Regions from separate parts of the Mus musculus genome. Here region 2 is linked to region 1. A link is a contact called in public Hi-C data. All regions are on one chromosome and are shown on one strand. The core of a region is the stretch at or near the end of the contact, and the rest is flanking DNA. Distances in the headings are between cores, read along the strand shown. Region 1 holds the start of Aunip (aurora kinase A and ninein interacting protein). Region 2 overlaps Maco1 (macoilin 1).

What was found. A called contact is a pair of places that touch in the nucleus more often than the background predicts.
Region 2: a Hi-C map of bone marrow-derived macrophages shows a contact between it and region 1, with 17 read pairs. The contact joins the enhancer-like site here to the promoter of Aunip in region 1. A contact is called at or near these places in 2 of 484 Hi-C or Micro-C datasets (bone marrow-derived macrophages and granulocyte-monocyte progenitors) and 6 of 115 datasets of contacts at active chromatin or transcription factors (embryonic limb bud, embryonic stem cells, extraembryonic endoderm stem cells and 1 more).

The regions. Positions count from the first base shown.
Region 1 is chr4:134,508,606-134,512,612 of GRCm38.p6, reverse strand. It overlaps Aunip (aurora kinase A and ninein interacting protein), which reads right to left and starts at 1,614. Exons shown (of 3, transcript NM_001081099.1): 1 at 1,444-1,614. The coding sequence starts at 1,521. Paqr7 (progestin and adipoQ receptor family member VII) reads right to left here. Exons shown (of 2, transcript NM_027995.3): 2 at 2,376-4,007.
Region 2 is chr4:134,836,839-134,840,768 of GRCm38.p6, reverse strand. It overlaps Maco1 (macoilin 1), which reads left to right. Exons shown (of 11, transcript NM_025382.6): 2 at 2,779-2,920. Among named protein-coding and RNA genes, the nearest start is that of Maco1, 15 kb to the left of the region's middle. Within about 2 kb of position 2,073, at least 15 of the 459 cell types and tissues checked have an H3K27ac peak or open chromatin away from gene starts, as enhancers often do. A contact at or near this core is called in bone marrow-derived macrophages and embryonic stem cells, where this site is marked.

The sequences.
Region 1 (4,007 bases), core at 365-2,864:
CATTAAAATAATTTAAAAAACCTAAATATACACAAATTGCCAGTGTATAGCATGCAACTATTTGTAAATAGGAAAAAGATGCATTTGTGTGTGTGTGTGTGTGTGTGTGTTAATTACAGGCAAAGCCAGGAGTATATCTCACAGACTATATGTTTACATTTCAGAACACATCGATTTATTACCTATTCCGAAAATGTTCTTTTTTTTGGTTTGGTTTTTTTGTTTGTTTGTTTGTTTGTTTGTTTGTTTTTGTTGTTCTCGAGACAGGGTTTCTCTGTATAGCTCTGGCTGTCCTGGAACTCACTTTGTAGACCAGGCTGACCTCAAACTCAGAAATCTGCCTGCCTCTGCCTCCCGAGTGCTGGGATTAAAGGCGTGCGACACCACGCCCGGCTCCAAAAATGTTAAGAGGAAAAAAATGTGAAAGTTTGTTACCCTCAAAAAATTACTTCAGCCAGGCAATGGTGGCCTTTAATCTCAGCACTTGGGAAGCAGAAGCAGGTGGCTCTCTGAGCTCAGGGACAGCCAGGACTACACAGAGAAACGCTGTCCCCGGGGAAGAAAATGACTTCGGTTGTAAGATGACTTTAAGAATCCTCAATTTTTCAGTCGGGTGTGGTTGCACACGCTGATCGTAGCACTAGGGAAGCAAAGAGGTGGATCTCTGAGCTCAAGGCCAGCCAGCTCTACACAGTGAGTTCCAGAATAGCCAGTTACATAACAGAAAAAAAACCCTGGCTCAAAACAAAACAAAAACCAAGAATCTCCAATTTTTCATCAGCAAAAAATGGTTAACAGCTGCTCTTTAGACTGCTAATCATACTATTTAAATCTCAGATCTCCACCTGTTCCATTCAATCTGCTTTAATAGTCTCAAATCAACAGCAATCTTTCTAAACTCCAAAAGTCACATTTCTCTTGAAACTACTTATGGGGACATATCATGTTCTGCCTAGGTAATTGGACTGATACTAGCATATAGCTGGACCAAACAAGGTAATATTACTTAAAACCCTAAACACAACGGCCAGCATAAGATGCTAAACAAGCAATTGTCTAACACTTGTTGGTAATAAGCGAACTGGGGGAACCTGGATTACTCAACCCTCTTTCACTAGTGAAAAAAAAAAAGATTAATGACACAGCCAACGCATATTAAACGCCCAATTAGTCTCCAGCACCCCAGGGATGCTCATTTAATGTTGGGCCAGATCCCCGATCTGATCTGCATTTTCCATGTTGCTGGTTCTGGCAAACTGGGTAGACCGCACCCTGTAGGTGACCAGTCGTGGAGCCCTTCCCAGCATGCCACAGGACGCCTGAGGCGCCAGTTCAAAGGCCTCACGCTGCCAGTCGCCCCGAATCCCGTCCTCCCTTTATGCCGACCCCCTCCCTTCAGGCGTCCCCCAAAGCCCGCGTATCGCCTCAATATTGGCGTCCCACCTGCATCTTCCGCCTCTTCAGCGCCGCCGCGTCCAACCACACACCACACGCCTCCTCCTCGGGCCCTCTATGCCTCATGGCGGCCGCGCACCGCGCACCACTGCAGCCGGCGTTAGCGCCAACCCGCGTTCAGATCTCCCGCCACTGCAGGAGGCAGGGCTCTGCCCGGCCGTAATGACGTAAGCCCCGCCCCTAACCACGCCCAGTGCGCTAAGGAAGCCGGGCGGTTCCCGGGAGCTCTTCCTGCTTTGCTCTTCATTCCTGTGTGGACTCTGCACCCTCTGCATGTGTAGGTCACTACCAAGTTTGGTTTGGCAGGACTGCACTTTTTTTCAGAAATATATATATGAATACATATTATAATATGTAATATGTATCCACATATATAATATGTACTCATATAATTTGTGACTATACTATATAAGTATTATAGAATACATGATAAAATAAAATACATGCATATACTCTATAAGTGAGTGTATATTAATATATTGTGTTGATATATTTATGTAAATATATTTATGCATAATTTTTAAGAATTATGTTGGGGGGTGTCTGTAGGCATGCGCGCATGAGCATAGGTGTAAATGGAGGACAGAAGAGTAGGATTCCGAGGATGGAGCTAGAGTATAGGCTCTTCTGAGTCACCATATAGGAGCTAGGAATCAAATCAGGGTCCTCTGCAAGAGCAACCAGTGCTCTTAACCGCTGAGCCATCTCTCCAGTCTCAGACTGCACAGTTTTACTCCAGAGCCTCCCCTCCTGGAGCAGTGGAGCCAGGTTCTAGACCCCACTCTAAACCCTTTTGTCCCTGGCTGACCCAGTGGTTGGTTACCCGACACTAGGGGTTGCCACTAATTGGCATGTAAGAGTAACTGAGCCAATACATGGAAGATCTTTGAAAACATGAAATAAAAAATCGAATCAAGGAATTGGGTGGTGGAACCACAGGCCTTTAATCCCAGCAGAGGCAGGTGGATTTCTGTGAGTTACAAAACAAACCTGGTGTACAGAGCAAGTTCCAGGACAGAGAAACACTGTTTCAAAAAAAAAAACAAAAGAAACAAAATTGGAATCCAGGGATGAGGCTGTAACTTCATTTGTTAGAGTGCTTGTCTAGCAGGCATGGGAGGCTTAAATGCAAACACTTGAGAGACAGAGGCAGGCAGATCTCTGTCAGTTCAAAGCAGAACTAAAAGAAAGTTTGTAATTATTATTTAGAGTTACAGGAGATTGTGAGCCACCCAATATGTGTGCTGGAAATCAAACTCAGATCTCCTGGAAGGGCAGGACACACTCTTAACCAGTGAGCCCTCTCTCCAGCCCTGGGTGAATATTTCTTGTAACTTTTCGTATGTCTGGTTTTATATAAATTTTATATATGAATTTCATATGTATTACACGAAAACCCTTAGAATATATTATAAGTGGCGGGACATGTCCTATCTGTTTCCTTATTCATCTGCAGTTCTGGGGACTGAATGAAGTGTCTCATGCAAGGCTCTTCATGAGCAGTTCCCAGTCCTTTCTTTACTTCCAGACAGAATCTCTCTGTTTCCCAGGCTGGCAATCTGGCCGATCTTTAATCCCTCAAAATGCCAGATAGGAATATAATTACACACATGCGCACACACACACACACACACACACACACACACACTGCATTCCCAACAACAGTTCTGTGAGACCCCAACTTAAAGTGTTTCTCCCTGGAAGGTAAAGCCCCTAAATGTTCCCCAAGCTTGTTTTCCCTGATCTCTAAAAACACAGCCAGAAAGAAGCTCTTTGTTCTCTATAGCCAGCAAAAAGCCTTTTTGTTTCTATACTTTACAACCAGAGATGCCTGCCTTCCTGTGCGGAGGACTCGGGAGATAAAAATTCAGAAAGAACTCACTCCCCACTCCTGCCTTGTAAATTTCACCAAGGACACCTGGAAGAGAACTCTCTTCCCAACTCCTCCCAACTCTTCCCAACTCCTCCCAACTCCTCAGCTAGCTGTTAAAAGCCCTCTACTGTCACTGCTCTGGGTGGAACTCCCCTGCCCTTCTAGGTGCCAGGGGTTCGTCCTCAGCTAGCTGATAATAAAACCTCTTGCAATTTGCATCAGGTGGGTTATCTCTTGGGACGTTGGGGTGTTGGCCAGCTCATCCCGGGACTTGAGCAGAGGCCCAGCTCCGGGGGTCTTACAGTTCTACCCTTTGGTAAAAATGTACCATGAACCCCTACGGCTCCACATGCACCCCTTCAGCACCTGCAGCTTCATGCAAAAAAGCAAACAAGAAAAACCCAAAAAAACACAAAAATCCCACCTCCTGTGAACAGGGCCCCTCCCTGGAACAGGAGTCAAAACAAAGAGGAAGCAATATCATAGTCATTTTATTGAATCTAGGGCATATCAGGGACCAGCCTTGGCTCTCAGCCCCAGGGACCAAACTTGCCTTTAGCCCCCCTGAACTCCCTGCATCTCTGCATCTCGAATCTCGGTACAGGCTTCCCTTTTGCCTGCAACGCCCTTCTAAGCTCAGCCTGCAAACTCCTCACCCTTCCTAAGCCAAGGCTCTGCG
Region 2 (3,930 bases), core at 824-3,323, 330 kb before region 1:
CTGGGAATCATACCCAGGTCCTCTATATAAAACAAGTGCTCTTAACCACTGAGCCATCTCTTCAGCCCCTAAAGGGCAATTTGTAAGTTATATTTATGTACAGGAAACTCAGCAGTGTACATTTAACCCATTTTGGTGACAGTTCTTTGTCCTTTACTTTTTCAAACATTTGGCAATGTGAGCCACAGAGATTGGACCTAGGTAGGACATTACCTTCCCAATGACAACAGATCTCATCATGTCTGTTGTTATCATTGGCCCTGGTAGCTTCCACCAGCTCAGCCAGGATCTTTGTCTTTGACCTAACCTGTGTCTTCCTATGGCCCAGCTACCCCACCCTGCCTGCTCTTGATGCAACAAGGAACCTCCACCTTCGTACACAAGGCAGGAAGACCACCAGTTCCCTTGAGTCTGTAATATATAATCTCCCCCAGCTAATAAGCATTTCTGTTTTCTACCAATACAGTGACAGTATTGACCCCACTCAAAGGACAAGTAGTCTCTCAGCAGGGATGTTTGTTCCTCTTACCAGCAGCTTTCTTAGCATAGGCTGGCAGTGTCCTGCTTTGTCTTTGGTCTGTATTGTGGGGTGGTCCAAGCAGCTGTCTTGCCTGCCTGGCTGTCCAGGGCTTGGATGAGCTGGTTAATCTTAGGAGAGGCCAATCAGCCTTTCCCTACTGCAGCCAGATATGATGCAGTCCTTTGACTCAGGTGAAACGTGAGGTCTCTTGGTAAGATGTCCTATCCAGTGTCAACGTTCTTAGGCTGTTTTTCTGACTCACTACCTCCTAGCCTCCTGCTGCTGTTTCTTTTTAAATTTTGATACAGGGTCTCTCTACATAGATCACGCTGGCCTGTACTGAGATTAAAGAGACATGCCACCATGCCTGGCTCTTTTCTTTTTTATTGTCTGTTTCTAGATCAGTTATCAGCTTTTCTGACGTTTTATCTGTGTTTCTACTAGCTTTTCGGGGATAGTTTATGCTTTCTCCTGAATGGCTTATTTCCTGTGAGTGCTGAGTAGTATTACTTGGTGCAGAGCTCTAAAATTGGGTTTATTTACTCGGTTAATTTATTTTTGGATTGTAGTTGGCTACTAGTATCAAAATGATCAGTGGTAATATCCCCTGTGAGTCTGGAGGCAAGTGTGTATTTCTCTTGGGAATCATCCCCTCGTGGAAGTTCATTCAGCTGATTACATTGTCATGTACTCACGTATGATCAGTTGTTTTTGTTTGTTTGTTTGTTTTTGTTGTTGTTTTTTTTTTGTTGTTGTTGTTGGTTTTTTTTGAGACAGGTTTTCTCTGTATATCCCTGGCTGTCTTGGAATTCACTTTGTAGACCAGGCTGGCCTGGAACTCAGAAATCCGCCTGCCTCTGCCTCCCGAGTGCTGGGATTAAAGGCGTGCGCCACCACGCCCTACATATGATCAGTTTTTAAAGTTTAAATTTTTAGTTTAGGATCTTCCTAGCCCAGGATTGGTTGGAACTTGCTGTGTAGCTCAGGCTAACCTCAAACTCTTGATATTTTTGGCCCAGATTTGTGTTGGGATTGTAAGTCTATGCCACCATGCCTGGTTTAGAAATCTTTTTTTAATAGCTAAATTTGCCCTGCTCTGTAATTGGAATTAGGAATATAGAAATAGAGGTTTATTAGTAGCTAAATGTGATTGATGACTGGGTAATGAAGTTTCAGATTATATGAAAGATTTTTTTACATTTATTTATTTATTTATTTATGAGTACGCTGTAGCTGTACAGCTGGTTGTGAGCCTTCACGAGCCTTCATGTGGTTGTTGGGAATTGAATTTTTAGGACCTCTGCTCCCTTCAGTTGGCCCTTGCTCACCACTCTAGTTAACTCAACCCCTGACTGCTCTGGTCCAAAGTGTACATAAGTACAATGTAGCTGACTTTCAGACACACCAGAAGAGGGCGTCAGATCTCATTACAAGTGGTTGTGAGCCACCATGTGGTTGCTGGGATTTGAACTCAGGACCTTCAGAAGAGTAGTCAGTGTTCTTACCTACTGAGCCATCTTGCCAGCCCTTTTTAAAAATTGTCTTATTAAGCTCAGTACAGTTGTTATATATGCATTCTAACTGGCTTTTCAAAGCATGTGTTTCTTTAACATAAATAGGAGGGAACTCAGAAGACATATTTACATCTCAAGTCTTGGATGTTTGAAGACTTTTTCCTTTAAAAGACATTTTTGTGCCCTCAGTCTATGGAAGTGACTCGTGTCTGCCCCATGAGTTATCTTTGGCAAATTTTTGGGAAGTCAGTTTTGTTTGGTCAGTGCACATGACTGCAGTATAGAGAAGCAAAGGAAGAGAAAAGCACAAACCCTTGAAGCATGCAGAGAGGTGTGTAGCAAGAATTTGCAACTCTTAAGCAGGTGTGGAGTGTGAGGAAGTAGCACACTTCAGCCATGACCTTTTCTTCTAAGGAAGAACAGCTTGAAGCCTGTCATTCTGTGAGGGTTGCAGTATTTTAAAGTCAGACACTTAGCACATCTTTAAAAAAGTGGTGAGATTCAAGTGTTTTTCTTCCATCTTAAAAGAAACTGAGCCGGTTTGGTTGTCATCTTGTCTTGACAAATTGTGAGGCTCTGAGCATTTTTACAATCCAGGTGGCCAGAGGGTAGCTCCCTGAGCCTTCTCTTGTTGGGCTTACGGTAAATGAAGTTATTTTTTACTTTTTTTAAAACAGAAACAGTGCATTCCTACTTCGGAATCTTCATGTATGACCTTGAATCCCTTGTTTTTGTATTTTGCAGTACATTTTTATACCTGAAATTCCTGGTAGTGTGGGCACTTGTCCTCCTTGCCGACTTTGTCCTGGAGTTCCGATTTGAATACCTGTGGCCGTTCTGGCTTTTCATCAGAAGCGTCTATGATTCCTTCAGATACCAAGGACTGGTATGTTTCTATTGCATGTTCTCCAACTGTGAGGGATGTAGTTGCCCTTCTAATTAAGAGAATATCTAAAGTGGCTGATACTGACCTGTTTTAAGTGGAGTTTATTAGGAATAAACTAGCTGTTAGCAATGGAAGTGCCTGTTTTGGGATGAGTTAATTGGGTCTGTAGATTGAGCCCACTGATGAATGGTTCTGTTTTGTTCTTTCTCACTTGAGTAGAGAGAAATGATTGGGCAGAGGATTACAAGAAGGAAGTAGCAATGGAGGACTCTGTGTTGCTTAGTCTTACCTGGAGTGCTCTGGAACTAAGTTGTCATTGAATCAAAGCAGTGATTCTCATTGGTCTGAAGACTCCTTTTAAGTAATTAAAAATTCTTGAGAACTCCAAAGAGCTTCTGTTAAATGTAGGTTACAAAATAAACCAGGGGTGGTGAGTCACACCTTTAGTCCCAGTACCCAGGAGGCAGAATTCAAAGAGTCTCTGAGTTCTAGCCAGCCTGGTCTACAGAGTGAGTGCCAGGCCAACTAGGGCTACAGAGACCCTGTTCTCAATAAAAATCAATTAAACAAATAACAATTGAAAAAAAAAGAGAAAATAAAACAAGAAGTAAAATGTACTTATTAATTCACTGAAAATAACTATTTACCCAAACAATAGAAGGGTGGCTCTGGTTTTTAGAGCTCTCCGTTTGGAAGGATCTCAGGGCTACTTCAGGAGTCTCTAGACCACAGGTTTTGAATTATTCAGTTAGAGCCTGGGCATAGCCTGAGCTTATTCTTTTGACTTACATGTTATTTCTATTGTGTTCCATAGCTACACCTTACAACTAACTCTCCAGTCCAGGCCTGGCGCTTTGGTCAGAGCAAATCCATGCTTCCAAAAGATGGCTTCAAGCTTATGTCTTATTGGTAATGAATAGTGGTGTCCAGAGGAAGGCAGCATTATTAATATTACCACCAGCATATTTCTTGCCAATATTTTGGTTCATCTGCATTCCAGCAAGCTTTAA